Linked DNA regions of Gossypium hirsutum: region 1 is linked to region 2. The links are chromatin contacts, called in public Hi-C maps. All regions are on one chromosome and are shown on one strand. The core of a region is the stretch at or near the end of the contact, and the rest is flanking DNA. Distances in the headings are between cores, read along the strand shown.

What was found. A called contact is a pair of places that touch in the nucleus more often than the background predicts.
Region 1: a Hi-C map of leaf shows a contact between it and region 2, with 3 times the contacts expected there. The contact joins the promoter of LOC107899040 here to the promoter of LOC107899037 in region 2. A contact is called at or near these places in 6 of 34 Hi-C or Micro-C datasets (callus, hypocotyl and leaf).

Annotation. Positions count from the first base shown.
Region 1 is chrD04:47,126,629-47,129,764 of Gossypium_hirsutum_v2.1, reverse strand. It overlaps LOC107899040 (protein OCTOPUS), which reads right to left and starts at 1,742. Exons shown (of 1, transcript XM_016824638.2): 1 at 1-1,742. The coding sequence starts at 1,536.
Region 2 is chrD04:46,980,621-46,983,493 of Gossypium_hirsutum_v2.1, reverse strand. LOC107899037 (steroid 5-alpha-reductase DET2-like) reads left to right here and starts at 1,515. Exons shown (of 1, transcript XM_016824633.2): 1 at 1,515-2,658. The coding sequence starts at 1,782. The coding sequence ends at 2,558.

The DNA.
Region 1 (3,136 bases), core at 493-2,992, 150 kb before region 2:
TGACTCTTTCTGTTCCCCATTCCCAATCACAGATGCATTATCTTTGAAGCCAATCTCAAAAGTGTCAGAATAATCATCCCTCAAAGAATTTGAATCCCTGGAATCCCTATCAGGCATGACAGGTTTAGGTCCATGGGTGTAATCAACAGCTGCAGGGGAAACCTTTGTACTAGAAGCCGACCTCATTTCTTCCATTTCAGCCACTATAGCTGCAGCAGTCTTCCTACTAGAACTGGACCTGTCAAGACTTTTTCTTCTCCTAGAATCTGAATAATAATCCCTTGTTTGAGCTGACCCTCCAGGAAGCGTTTCATCCTCCTCAGTAACAGAATTCATAGCCGTCGGGTCCTCCACAGGGATCTGAGTATCAGACCTCATAACATGATGAACTGGAGCATCTTCCGCAACGGAAACCATTGTGGGCATTCTTGGGAACATTCTCCCCATCAGATATCCATCGCAGGAAGCTCTTGGTTCATCAAAAGAATATCTGGGATCATCACATGACATTCTTGCTGCATCAAAAGACATCCTTGGTGCATCAAATGACATCCTCCCAGCATCAAGGGAAAACCTTGGGTCTGTATCACAAGACCTTCTCCCGAACCCATAATCCGCAATTTCTGACTGGGTTTCTCTGTATTGTCTCCCTATGGGCTTCTCCACTGGCAATCTCGCTGACCCACATCCATTTCCCCTCTTTTTAAGTTTTTGTTTTTGCCTCCATTTTTGTAATTTCTTGCTGAAGACTGAAGCAGCCGACCAGAAACTCCCAGCAATCTCTTTGAGATCTCGTCCAGAAGCGTTCTTTGTTTGCGAATCAAGATCTATATGATCCTTCATGGGCTTCAGCTCCTCTTCTTGGCACAGTTCCTTTTCGTATTCTTCCACAATTTCTTCAACTTTCTCTTCTATCAAATTAGTAGCAGGAGCAGCCACATTGGGCGGTTGTTCTTCTACGATCACTATGTCGTCATTGTGATCGGTTTCAGTCTCAGTTTGGTCTTCTTCTTTACTTTCAAAAACAGGACCTTGACCAACAGTCGAAGAAGCCAAATTTCGAGCTTCAGCTTCAGCAACTTCAGAAGACCTCCCGTTTGCAGTTGCTTCTTGATGAAAGAGTGACCAAAGGGTGTTTCGAGCCCTAACGTCACAAGATTTTCTCTGGGGCTCAAAAACACCAGAGAAACCCTCGTTTTTCGAGGCCGAAAAGGACTTTGTTCGCCGGAGCTCGGGAAAAAACCCGGATTGTGTACCACCTCCTCCGGAAGGCTTGAAAATGGCTTTAAGTGCAGCAGTGGCGGTTGAAGTACTGGCGGCGATGGGAGGTTTCCGAGAAGAAGAAGAAGCAGAAGAAGAAGAAGGCTCGAGAACAGCGAGACGTTCGTAGAGGCATGAGGGGCAAAAGCCAGTAAAATGCTCTTGAGGATGGCGGTCACAGGAGGTAGAAGGACGGTGAGGCTGAGACGGTTGTGGCGGCGGTGCTAACCCAGGAAGTGGTGGCTCCACGTTGGGATTCATAACCGGTAGTGGCATGAGAGGAGCGCTCTTCTCATATTAGTAGCTTCAGTCAGAGAAAATTAATAAAATATAAAAATAAAAAATAAAATGTAAGTGAAATTAGTTTTTGTTTAATTTGGTTTCCCCTTTCCCTCTGGGATTGGGCCTTAGCTCCAACAGACAGTGAGAAGAAAGAAAGAGAAAACAGAATGATGGTAGTAACGGGAAAAAAATAGAAAATAAAGATAAATAGTAAAAAGAAAAAGACATAAATAAATAAAAGAAAATCTAGGCGAGTGACCCATGACACATATACTTTAATTAGGGGTTTTCACTTAAATATTGTAAAATAATTAATTAAAAGGGATAAAGAAATTTTTAGTCCCTATATTTTACTATTCTTACAACTTGGTCCTTAAACTATTTTTGGTCCACATTAGTCCCAGAACTTGGTAACTTTTTTCAATTTGATCCCTAAACTTGGATTTTGTTGAGATATGACGACATGACACTCTTAGATTTAACAATGTCATCACTTAAAAATTTAAAATATATATAATTAAAAAATAAAAAAATCCAAGTAACGACGTGAAATAATCTCAAAGTGTCACGTTGACATGCCTTAAATAGTAATTTATATATGTAAATAGTAATTTATATCCGAGTATCTGAAAAGAGAAATGAAACTTTGAATACACTTCACCACCTCTTTAAAAAAAACTTCTAAATGAACCTAACCTTAAAACCTATAAATATTCCATCCAACTCGTTAGTTATTTTTAGAAAACCCAAAATATTCCTCTTATACATTTTATACTATGATACATACTTAAGATTTTCTAAATAGATGTTTTCAATCATACCATGATATGTCACTCAAAATTTTACAACAATGGAGGATTCCCTAATGGTTCATTGTCATAGTAATATGGGAGTAAATCCATTTGATAGTAGAATCATTCGTCACTTAAGAGCCATTGATTTCAATCATGATAGCCTTGGGAAAGCTATGTCCATTTCGACATTCATCTCCCTCTGATTGACTAATAAAGACCAGAGACTCATACATTTTATCTCCTATACAAGAAGTAACAATAACACTAGAAGATGTGACATTACTAACCATAAGTCTGATTTCTTTAGACTTCGAGTTAAGGTCAAATGGTAAAATAGATGATTTAAGCATCTCCCAATGAATCCAACACTTGAAGATATTGAACATCATGCTAGAACTTACATTCTTCACTTGATTAAAGGTGTGATGATGTCAGAATAATCTGACAACTTAGTTCATACCATGTATCTCCTATTATTATATAATTTTAAAATGGCGAATACGTACAATTGAGGGTCTGTTTTTTTGACATGCCTATTATAAGGCATCATGTAAAGCATGTAAAATAGGGAACAATGAAGAAAATGACTCATTTATGATTTTATAATCATGTTAGATGTCGAATATCATGGATTGCGCTTCTATGCCTTTCAAAATCTTAGTTTCTCTCTTGTTAAAACATAAAATTCGCGACATATGTTATAAATTAATTATATTCTAAATGATTAAGTACTATCATTTCATATTTTAGTAGGTGTCCTGACTATCGTGACCATACACCTTACTAGAAGAACAATATTA
Region 2 (2,873 bases), core at 266-2,765:
CAAATCGGCAGAAAAGAAAAGCAAAGAAACAAGGAAGGAAATCAGATGAAGGAACAGAAGAGAAACAAAGGGGATCAGGGGAGGGTAAATCAGGGAGGTGATGCTGAATCGGTAGCTAATCTGGGCAAAAGAGGGGGAATAGAAATCGGTGGTTTTCACCGATTAGAAAGGTAATGGATTACACACGTATTACCAATACATCAAACCAAACGACGGAATACAGCCGGTAATACGCGTATTATTGGTAATACGCGTATTAGTCAAGGATTAGATTAACTTAGCGTCATGAAATTTTTTATTTTTCTTCATCAACCATATTTTGGATTTTTCAATAGTTTAAAATATTAATATTTTTATATTAAATTTAATAATTCCAATTAGGTGGGTTTGATTCACAAAATTCATTATCTAAACTCAATTCAATACCCTTCGCCCGGCCTCCTTAAAATTCATAATTTATATGATTTTTTTCTGTCTTTTATCTTTATTATTTGGTTTTGATTCATTTGCAATACTAAATTTAAAAATTTTATTCAAGGTTATCCAATATTATTATCCGTTATACAGAAGGACATATGTTCAAGTGTGCCGAAACACATTATTCTCTTATTTAAAAGTTGGGAGATATTATGAGTAATATTAGAAATAAATAAATATTTAATTTATTAATCCACTTTTATATTGCAATAATATTAATCAAGGTTAAGACTTGGAACTAAAAATATTTTAGCACCAAAGTTTTAAAAAATATATCCTTTTGGATTTTAGATATAAAATTATGAAAGCACTCAATTTATTCTTTCCCAAATACTTTCTATTTGGCTTTAATGGAAGTAATTACAACATTTTCTATTCCATTTAATTTCGTAGCAACCACTTTTTCTGTTTTTTGAAGTTATAACTTACCACTCATATGTGAGCTTACAAATATTATGGTTTATACGTTTAAATTAAATTTTATAAATAATTTATATATTTCATCTATTAATTTATTAAATTATTTAAATATAACATAAGTTAAATTGTTTTTTATTCTAATATCGTGTTTAAAATAAATATTTTAATTTTTCACAATAATTTTTTAGAGCAATGTGAAACCCCAAAATTAACAACCTACATTACTAACAAGTGGTTAGAAGAAATTATAGTGCACTTTCCGAGGCACGCGATTTGAATTTGCTTGAATCTTAAAATCGTTATTGTTGAAAGTTTTACCTGAATACTACCTTGACTCAAATGTGATTATACTAAAATGAATTTACAAATTACATTTTTCAAAAATATTTTTTTCTTGAAAAAGCATTAGAAATCAAATTACAGTTTGTCCCTTTGCTAAAAAATGAGCAAATCAGTCGTTATCTATTAAATCAAAGAGTAAATTAGTTATTTTAATTAAAAATTTATTCATTTTTACTGTTAAAACTAACGTGGATAACGAAATAACTAATTACCATATAAATATATACATATCGATTTTTAACAATAAAATTAGATGAATGAAATTTTTAACAACAAAAAAATTTAATTTACTCTTTAATCTTAGATGTTAGAGAAATCAATTTACTTAAATTTTTAAATGAAAAAGAATGATAATACTATTACCGAAAAACAGTATTAAATTGCAAAGTTAGCCTTAAGTGATAGTAATTGGTGTAGGTAGAGGGACAAATAGGTAAGGCAGCCGAAGTACCGAAAAGTTGTACTCACACTTATTAAGTAGCAGTACCTGGGATTCAGATCCTTCTTTCTCATCTTCAACATAGAAAAGAGAAGACAAGAAAATGGCCTCCGATCAGACCCTTTTTCACTGCTGCCTCCTCACACTTTACATAATCGCCTTACCAACATGGATCAGCCTTTACTTCCTCCAAGCCCCTTACGGCAAGCACAACCGCCCTGGTTGGGGTCCTACCATCTCTCCACCTTTGGCTTGGTTCCTCATGGAAAGTCCCACCCTCTGGCTCACTTTCTTTCTCTTTCCCTCCGGCCAACATTTCTACAACCCTAAATCATTCCTTCTTATCTCCCCCTTTCTCTTTCACTACTTCAACCGCACCGTCCTTTACCCTCTTCGCCTCTCCAGGAACACCACCCAAACCAGGGCTTTTCCGGTGAGTGTAGCTTTTATGGCGTTTGGGTTTAATCTTTTGAACGGTTATTTGCAAGCCAGGTGGGTGTCGCACTATAAGGACGACTATGAAAATGAGGAGCTGTTTTGGTGGAGGTTTCTTGGTGGATTGTTAATTTTTGTAGTTGGTATGTGGGTGAATGTTTGGGCTGATAAAGTGTTGGTGGGACTGAAGAAACAAGGTGATGGTGGATATAAGATCCCAAGAGGAGGGCTGTTTGAGTTGGTGAGTTGCCCCAACTATTTTGGGGAGATTATGGAGTGGTTTGGGTGGGCGTTAATGACATGGTCTTGGGTGGGTTTTGGCTTCTTTCTCTACACTTGTGCCAACCTGATGCCTAGAGCTCGTGCCACCCGGCTTTGGTATTTGGAGAAGTTTAAGGACGATTATCCCAAAGACAGAAAAGCTGTGATCCCATTCATATATTGAAGATTTGATATTTGTGTTTATCCACATATGATTGATTCGGTGATCAAGTTGTAGCTTTTTAATGGTTTGATTAATAAAAAATCGAATTTCTTTTCTGTTATATCTTGTTCTTTGTTCAAACCATAAACAAAAAAACTAAGCATTGGGCTGCAATTAAGTGCAAAATTTACAGGTACAAGAATATTGCCCATTATCATCTAATGACATGCTATCGGCGAAATAATGTCCTTGCTGGACGTGGAATGCAAATTCAGAATTTGTGCCAGTGTGTAGAGATCATGACAACGATATTGTGGACTATCTACTTAGGGACAG